Linked DNA regions of Sus scrofa: region 1 is linked to region 2. Evidence: chromatin contacts called from public Hi-C data. All regions are on one chromosome and are shown on one strand. Each heading gives the region's core, a stretch centred on a gene start, on an enhancer-like site or on the middle of the called end of the contact. The rest is flanking DNA. Distances are from core to core; before and after follow the strand shown. Region 1 holds the start of MARCH2 (membrane associated ring-CH-type finger 2). Region 2 holds the start of PRAM1 (PML-RARA-regulated adapter molecule 1).

Region 1 (4,502 bases), core at 1,988-4,487, 74 kb after region 2:
GTGCCATGGCATGCAGAAGTCCCCAGGCTGGGGATTAAACTCAAGCCACAGCAGCAACCAAAGCCATGGCAGTGACAATGCTGGATCCTTAATCCACTGAGCCACCAGGAAACTCCCCAGCAGGCCCTTCTGAGCCTCCATAGTTGGGCTGCTGTCAGCCAGATAAGCAAGTGTCGGCCCAGAGGCAGGACGAGCCCAGCAGGAAGGCTGTGTGACCGAGATAACATCCGCAGGGCAGTGGCCAGCCTGCCATGTTGTATACACTGCTGTCCCTCCGAACGTCTGTAACCAGAGTTTCCAACTCAGAGGTCAGCAGGGAAGCCACTGGGCTACCCAAGGGGATGCACGCAGAAGGGAATTCACCCCTCTGTTCCTCCAAGGATGGGCATTTCCATGTCTGCAAGTAATTGGGAATCACAAGAATCATCACAGCTCCTGTATGTTAAGTTCTGCCATTTCTTTTGTTTTTTTAATAGGGCCCCACCCATGGCATATGGAAGTTCCCAGGCTAGGGGTCACATCAGAGCTGCAGCTGCCAGCCTACACCACAGCCACAGCAACGTGGGATCCAAACCACATCTGCAAACTATACCACAGTTCACGGCAACACTGGATCCTTAATCCACTGAGTGAGGCCAGGGATCGAACCCTCAACTCATGGATACTAGTCGGATTCGTTCCCACAGCACCATAAGGGGAACTCCTAAGTTCTGCCATTTCTAATGAAAAACATTGGTAACTCTGCTGATGCAAGGCCTGCAAATCACCAAAATAATAAGAGCACCTACTCTTTTTGTTTGGTTTTGTTTTATTTTGGCCAAGCCCACAGCAGGCAAAAGTTCCAGGGCCAGGGATCAAACCTAGACAACAGCTGCATCCAAGCCACAGCACTATAGCTTCTTAGTCTGCTGAGCCACCAGGGAACAGCTAGCAGGTACTGTTTATTAAGTACCTACTGCAAGCTGTGTACTGGACTAAGCTTAATGAACTCAAACAGTTGTTTTAAGTGTCTCCTTCAAAGGTCACCTCCTCAGAGAAGGCTTCCCTGACCACCTCAGCCAAAGTGCCATTGGTGTCCACATTATTGCCATCACAAAATGTGCCCCTCTCTGAAATGTTCTTATTTCTTCATCTACTGGGTTGGTTTGTTTTGTCTTTTTAGGGCTGCACCCTTGGCATATGGCAGTTCCCAGGCCAGGGGTCCAATCAGACCTGCAGCTGCCCATCTACACCACAGCCATAGCAACACAGGATCCAAACTGTGTCTATAACCTACACCGGGGCTCACGGCAATGCCAGATCCTTAATCCACTGAGCAGGGCCAGGGATCAAACCCACATCCTCACAGATATTACTCAGGTTCATAACCCACTGAGCCACAATGAAAACTCTGAAATGCTCTTATTTCTTTGTCTACTGGTTTGACCATGTCTGCCTTCTACTCATTGGTCATCTCCAGTGCCTGGCCCTGTGTCTGGCAGAGAGTTGCTGCATTCATTTCTCAGTCCCTATTCTGTGTAAGAGCAGGGTAAGAGAGCCAGGTCTCTTGCTCCCCAGACACTGGTCTGAAAGAACCCATGATGGGAATCAGAGATATTTAAAGGCTAGATATCTGTGAAGACCACAGAGGCTTGGACTTGGAAGAGGCCAAACTCAAGGCTGGATGCAAGGATAGGGTGGCTGCAGGCTGGACTTGGCTCTGAGGCTGCTGGAATGGGAGAGCGAATCAAACTTGGCCCAACAACTGGAGATGGATTTCATTAAGTCTTCACAACAAACCTATGACCTAAGTCCAATAATTACCTCCATTGGATTGGTGAGGAGACTGAGGCTCAGAGAGGGGCAACTACTTGCCCAAGATCTCACAGCTAAGACGGACAGTGTCAAGATTTGAACTTCATCTAGTGAGTGGTTCTGGGACTGAAAAGACCTGGGTTCTTTTAGGTCCTGACTCTGTTGCTGATGCTGTATCTCCTGGGACAAGTCACTGAGCTTCTCTGGACCTCATCCTTCCCCTCTGTCAGATAAGTTTGCAAAGCTAGTGGACTGTGTCTGCTGAGGGGTTTCCTGAGAAGAAGCTCCCAGGTTCAATTCCTCCAGCAAAACTTGCCCTGGGCTCAACCTTTCCACACCCACCCAGCCTCCTTTATTTGAGGGCAGGAAACTGAGGGAAGAAAAGTCAGAGGACCCTAACTCCCCACAGTATCATCTCAGTACAGCTGCTTCACTCTCTGGGCCTCGGTTTTTCTCTTCTGTATAATGGGGGTTCCAGCTCTTACACGCATAAATAAGAATGAGTTGATAAATATTAGCTTTTAGTTTAATTACTGTCATCAGCATATAGAGCTGTTGACAAGGTTTGATGAGACAAGGCACAGCCAGTGCCTGGCATACAGTAAGCACTCAACAAATGCTCATTAGTTTGTTGTTGTTGTTGTTGTTGTTGTTTTAGGTTAAATGTGGAGCCTAAGAAATGCATTCATTTTTCTTCACTTACCACAGAGAAGCTCCCATGTGCCCTTCAGTACTTGCATGGCCCTGTACCGAGGCCAGGTTCTAAGCCCAGCTCTGATCTTTAGTTGTTTTGTAGCCCTGGGCAAAAGACTAGACCACTCTGAGCCTTGATTTCTTCATCCATATAGCAGGAAACATTTTTAGTACTTCTACCTAATATTGTCCCTAGAGGACAAAATGAGCTAATCCTATAAATTCTGGCTATCCCGTTTTGAGCACCCTCTAACAGCCAGGCACTCTGCTAAGCAAGTGCCTGTGTTATTCTATTTACAATTTCCTCTGAAAAGGAGGTTGGGGAAGGTGACTTGTCACTTACTGATCGCCTACTGTGTGCACAGCGCTTTCCTCATTTGCCACCTCCGGAATCCTCCCAACAGCCCCATTAGGTTGGCGCTGGGATGACCCGGTTTCATGGATAAGAAAATCCAACTCAGAGAGACACCTACTGTGTGTCCGACTCCGGGGGACCTCCTGCCGTCTCCGAAAGGGAAATTGCGATCCCTTAGTCCCTGGGAAGGCTGAGGCCGAGGGTCCGACTCCGGCGGTCCCGCCTGGGGGTCAGGCTCGGGCCTCAAACTAGGGGCCGGCCCGCGGATCGGCACCCCCTGGTCCCATCCTCTCGCCCGTGCCTACCTGATCCGCGGCCGGGCCGGGCAGCCGCGCAGGCCCCTCCGCTCGCCCCGGCCCTGGTCCCGGCCCGGCCGGTCCCGTCAGCGCCGCTAGCTCCGCTCCGCCGGCACCTGCGTCCGGACACCGCCCGCCGAGCCGACGGTGCCACGGACCAATGGCGACCGCCTCTCGTCTATGCTGGCCAATTGCCTTGCACGTCCCGCCCTAGGAGGCGGGGTCAGAGGCGACAGGGACGTCCTGGGCCGCACAGGCTCCGCGGCGCAGGAGCTACTGGCTCCGCCCCTGCTGCGTCCTGGCTCCGCCCCAGACTCGGCCCCGCCCCATCCTGACTCCGGGTACCCGCGGGGCTGGTGGCGCCACCTGCAGACGACTAGAGCTTGCTGATAAATAAAACCGTTACAAAATTCAGCTTGACACAGGCAAAGGGATTTGTAAGTGTCAATCACCTCCTTTAAGCTCCTTATCAGTCCTGGGGGAGGGATGAAACATCCGATCACATTTTACAGAGAGGAAGCAGAAGTCTAGAGAGGGGACCTGGAAGGTCAAAGCCAATCTCATTTATTCATCATTCACATTCATTAATGCATGTAATAGATTCATTCACTAGATGTAAAAAACATCCATTGAGAGGGTCTATTACGAGTGGGACACTGTGCTAGGCGCTGTGGACGCAATGCTGAGTAACGCAAATATTATTGCCTTCTGGAACCTCAACCTAGGGAGTGAGACAGACATTAAACAGCCAGTTACGTAATTATTTAACTACGAAGGTGGTAAATTGTAGTAAGTGAGGGAGGCATATCATGGACTATTTGGAAAGTCCAAAAATACTTGAACTGACAACTAAGGTGTGAGTAGAGGTTCACAAGGAGAAAAGAGGGGGAAAGAATCCTAGGTAAATTTCAGCACATGCAAAGAGCCTGAGGTGGGATGGAGAATTGTCTCAATACTCCTTTCTCCCCCTTCCTCACCTTTGCTGAATATGTAAATCAGCTCAATTACATTAGGTAAGTTCTTTCATGTTGTACTTATATTTTTCAAAAGTGAAATGATAAATTATAACATTTTTAAAAAGATCACCTATAGAAGGAAGTAGAATAGAGGAAACAAAGATAGAAGCTAGATACTTTTTTTTATTGTTTTATGGGCAGACCAAAGGCAGAGGGAAATTCCCAGGCCAGGGATCAAACCCACACCACAACAGTGACAATGCTGGATCCTTAGCCCACTGGGCCACAGGAGAACTTCATGGCCTTTTTCTCATGGTAGCAAGATGGTTGCTGTGGCTCCAGGCATCACATCATCAATGAAGGCAGGAAAAAGGGAGTGGCATGGAGGTCTCAGCCCTGCCTGTCTCT
Region 2 (4,645 bases), core at 1,182-3,681:
TATTTTAAAAGTCCCAGGAGTTGGGGGCACAGGCTGGGAAGCTGGCCCAGATGGAGCTTCCCAGATCCTCAGGACAATGCTGACTCTCAGGGAGGTGGCAGGGTCCCCAGATCTGGACATTCCATGGCAGCCCAGGGCTCAGGCCTCATCATCATCCTTCTTGCTGTCCTCCCCTGACTCCCTCTGGTTGCCCACTTCCGCTTCTCCCCCTGCCCTAGCCCTGAGAAGGGTGAGTCAAGGCCAGCCCTGGAGAGCCTGGGCTCCCTTCCTGCACACCCTTCTGACAAATAGGTTTTTTTCTTCCTTTCCTTCTTAAGAAGTCAGGCTGGGGCCAGGGTTCAAAATCTAGTACCATACTGCTGTCACCAGAACCCCATGGGTCAAAGCCTCCTGAGTCTGGAAGTCTGACATCTTGTTGGCAGTCATCCTTCAAGACGTAGTTATACCTTGTGCATCTTGCCCCCTTCCAGCCCTGCGATCCCTTAGCCCAGGCCTCAACCCTCGCCTAGTCCTGGAGCACAGGAGGCAACCTCTCTTGCCCTTCCCCCAGTCTGCAACACCCCTGGAATCAGGGGTCTCTTCCATTTGTGCCCCTCCCCTACCTGGTACCCTTCAATGGCTCCCCACAGCTCTTTGGATGAGGAGCCTGTTCTCATGGCCCACAAGGCCCTCATCTTGAACCATCTCCCTCCTCCTCCTTTTCCTAGGGAACATAAACATCCTATGAGCCAGAACCCAAGGACCAGGTCCCCATCCCTTCCCGCTTCCCTTCTTACCTCCTCCGTCTTCCAAGCTACCAGAGTTGTCATCTGCCACCTCTTCAACCTCAGTATCTGCAGCCAACAAGACACTAGTCACCCCCTGGGTGGAGTCCCCAGGCCCCATCCCTCCCACACCACCCTCCCATCTCCTCCTTGCCCTCCCTCACCATCCTCCCCCAGTCCTCAGAATCCTCATTCCCCTGTGTGTTGGCCTCAGACTCAGAGTCAGACAGGGTCCCCAGCATCAAAGCCGTCCAGGTAGCTGAACTGGGATAATGGCTCAAACACCTGCTCCTAGTGCAGCTGTAATGTCTCATCAAAGGTCAACAGTTCCAAGTTCCAAAAGCCCTTCAGATTCTCCTGGGAAGGGCAGTAGGGAGGTTTTGGAGCCCTTAGAACCTGGCCCACCTCGACCAAGGGGCCAGTCTGCCCGCCTGCCTGCCCCACTGCCCTTGGCCTCACAAGGGCACAAGGGGCTTCAGGGCTTTGGTGTCCTCGATGGGGTTGCAGCTGAGGCTCAGGTGGCTCGGGCCAGGTGTCTACTCCACCAGCCCTTCCAGGCCCCCCTTGAGTTCCCCCCTTCTCAGCCAGAAGCCTTGAAACCACAACCGTATGATCTGGGGAAGATTCAACCTCTCTGCGTCTCACTTTCCTAGTCCTTAAAATGGGTGTCATAATGTGCATGATGAGTTCTTGTGAGGATCCAAAGAAGTGTGGGGAGATGGGAGGTCCCTGGTGGTTCTGGTGGTTAGAACTCAGCGCTTGCACCACTGCAGCCCGGGTTCAGTCCCTAGCCTGGGAACCCAGATCCCACATCAAGCCACTGCAGGCCGTGGCCAAAAAAAAAAAAAAAAGGAAGGGGTGGTGGAAGGCTTGGGAAACATTTGCAAGTGGTTCATTCATATCCCTCCAGCCACCAAGCCTGTGGCTGCCTGGGACTCTCTCAAGAACCTGGGAAGGAGGTGGGTCAAGGGCCCACTTTACAGATAGAGAAAGCGAGGCTAGGAGGGTAAGCTGATGGAGCCTTCAGCCTAGCCAGGCTCAGTTCCAAGTCGCACTGCTTCTGCACCACCATGGAAGCTGAGCACGGGTACCACTGAGGAGAAAACCCAAGCAGCGAGGCCCAAAGGGTACTCTCTTCTCTTCCTACGCTCCCAGGGACCCTAGACACCCTTGGAAATATGTCCCTAGGCCCACCCTTTCCTGTGTCTCCAGGGACAGGGCTGTTGTTCCATCTCCAGGGTACCAGGATATTCCCAGCCCCCAGGAGTTCTCCCCATCGAGCCCCTCACTCAGCCACCCCCAGATCCAGGCAACATCACTTCCCAGTCTATTAGGATCTTTCCAGAGAGACCAAGAGAACCAACATCTTTGTCCAGGTACCTCCCCCAAATCCCATCACTCATGTAGATGCCACAGCCCCTCCTATAGGTACAGTGGGTCCATGGGCCCCCTTCGGCCCCTCACTGCCTTCTCTAGAAGCTGAAATCACCTTGAGGCCTAGGGAGCAGGGTCACTCTGAAAACTCCTTCCAACCCTCACCCTCTCCCAACTCATGTCCAGCTTTTGTCTGCTTGCCTGGGAAGTCTTACTGCTCCCACTGTCCCCTCTGGGCTCCTGAAGCCCCTGACCTCCCTCTGGCCAACCAAGCCATGACCCCTACAGAGTGTCCCCCACCCCAACTCCAGAATACCTGAAAGCGGAGTCCTCTTAGGGCCCCAGCTCCACCCAGCAGAGGGCGCCCAGGAGTGCCAGTCTGAAGGGAGAATGAATGAGTGCACGCTAGCGCCACCCACCTTGCACAGCTGCCCCAGGGGCCAGGGTGACCCGAAACTGTAGGTTCAAGTTAAACAGGCTGAGCTGCTCCAGCACCCAGACCTTGTCATCCCAGCCTCCCAAGCCTCCTGTTCCAGATGTGAGGGGAACCCACATCTGGGAACGTGACCCAGGGTGCATGTCTGTTGGTGCAGGAACAGGGACACATAGCTGCAGAGGCTCCAGAACCCCTGAGCTGTACTCTTAAAGCAGACATATTGGCAGAGGTGGCTGCCTGTGGTTTTCGAGGCACAGGTGAATGAAGGGCATCTGCTAAGAATGCAACATCCAGCCTCTGTCCCTGTCTCATCTGGATCCTTCTGGAAACTTCTCTGTTCTTGCTTCTCTAGATGTGATCCTCGGACCAGCAGTATGGGCATCCCCCTGGATGTTTCAGAATCCGAGGTGAGGTGCCACCTCTGACCTGAGGCACAGCCTACACTTTAAGGGGGTCTTGCTTCTCAGCTGCACGTTAGAATCACCCTGAAGGTGTGTTAACTCAGGCCACACCCCAGGCCAATTAAGTCAGAATTGCTGGGAGCTTCTGTCTTCTGGTGGTTTTGTTTGTTTGTTTTGGCTGCACCTGCGGCATGTGGGAGTTCCAGGGCCAGGGATCAAACCCACGCCATAGCAGTGACCTGAGCTGTTGCAGTGACAACGCCAGATCCTTAACCCACTGAACCACCCACAGACTCCAGCTTCTGTCTTTCTGTATCCTCCTCTAGCGACTCCAATATAGAAGTTTCTCCTTGGGTGTTTCCTCCTTTTCTCTCTGAGCCCCAGTCACTGAGCATGGCTGTCAGGGTTACCCTGGTCTGGCGGGGCCTGACCCTGAGAGGGCTGGTCTTGCCCACCTTCACCCCCTCTTCGCTGGCCTCCCAACCATCCCCATTGTCCTCCCTCCCTTATCCTCTGGGAGCCTAGGGGTGGTCCTCAGACTCCCTCCCTCTCCCAGAGGAAAGGCCTTGGACACCGCCCACCCCCCAACTCCACCAAATCTGCCATCCTGGCCAGGCCCTCGGCCAGTGTTACATCTCTCCCGTAACAAGGAAGTCCTGCTCAGAGCTGCAAATTGGACCAAAGGGAAGTGTTGAAATGAGGAAGGGGGATTGAGGCAACAAGAGTCAGTAGGCGGGCCTCACACAGCAGACTCGCTTGGCTGCTGGCTCTCCCAGCCCAGAGCTGACCATGTTCCTGCTCCACGGAGAACTGGCCGCCCCCCACCCCCACGCCCACCCCGACGGAGGCCCTGGCTGGACTTGGCCTTGGCCTGCCTCTGTTGGCAGAAGGTCCTCAAGGTCTGGCACAGGGAGTCGGGAAGTCAGCACACAGCAGGGCATGGGGCGGGAGGGAGGGGGACGGGATCTGAGGAAGGGCCAAGGCTGTCCCCGCCTCCTCTCCTTCCTCTGCCCTCCCCGCCTGGCCAGCAGACCCCACCCCGTGGGGCCCGGGGCCCATGGAGCAGAAGCTGCAGTCACTTCCTGAGGGCGGTGGCTCTGGCTTGGATCCCACTTGCCCCGTGGCCCGTCACCCACCTGCAGCCATGGTGAGTCTCCAAGCCCTGGGAATGTCCCCCACTGGCCAGCTGGAGGCAAGGGATGCCACAGGTGGACACTGGCGGGCACATTCCAAAAGCGGGGGCGGCAGAGGGGCAGACGATCTGTCCGGGGCGCGGGAATGACTGACACGAACGCCAGAAATGGGAAGGAGTCAGGACCCACCTCTGGGACAGCTCAGGCGCTGAGGGGCCTGTGGCCCGCTGAGACTGTGACTATAAGGGGAACTGGGGGCCTGCCCAGACAACACCCCACCCCCCAGGTCAGCATGAACAGCAACCTGGTCACAGGCAGCCAGGGTAAGCAGGAAGGGCTTCCTGTGGGTGACAAAGTGGGTCATGCACCCGCTGCCGGCCACCCCCGCTCCCCAGCCATCCCCCAAGGCATGACCTGCTGACTTGGACTTCTCTGGCCCCGGGGGTCACAGAGGGAGCCTTGCCCCAACCCGCCGGGGTTGGGGGCTTTCACGAAAGGCCTCCCGACAGGAATCACCACCTATCTTTGTTCTCTGGG

Evidence for each region. A called contact is a pair of places that touch in the nucleus more often than the background predicts.
Region 1: a contact with region 2 is called in a Hi-C map of skeletal muscle, with 5 times the contacts expected there. The contact joins the promoter of MARCH2 here to the promoter of PRAM1 in region 2. A contact is called at or near these places in 2 of 5 promoter capture datasets (fetal liver and liver), 27 of 47 Hi-C or Micro-C datasets (alveolar macrophages, blood, brain and 13 more) and 2 of 2 datasets of contacts at active chromatin or transcription factors (alveolar macrophages and skeletal muscle).

Annotation. Positions count from the first base shown.
Region 1 is chr2:70,874,161-70,878,662 of Sscrofa11.1, forward strand. MARCH2 (membrane associated ring-CH-type finger 2) reads right to left here and starts at 3,238. Exons shown (of 5, transcript NM_001244915.1): 1 at 3,148-3,238.
Region 2 is chr2:70,800,661-70,805,305 of Sscrofa11.1, forward strand. It overlaps PRAM1 (PML-RARA-regulated adapter molecule 1), which reads left to right and starts at 2,432. Exons shown (of 9, transcript XM_021083887.1): 1 at 2,432-2,981. The coding sequence starts at 2,856. It overlaps ZNF414 (zinc finger protein 414), which reads left to right. Exons shown (of 8, transcript XM_021083890.1): 8 at 2,003-2,308. The coding sequence ends at 2,247. LOC110259349 (a long non-coding RNA gene) reads right to left here. Exons shown (of 2, transcript XR_002341673.1): 2 at 1-833.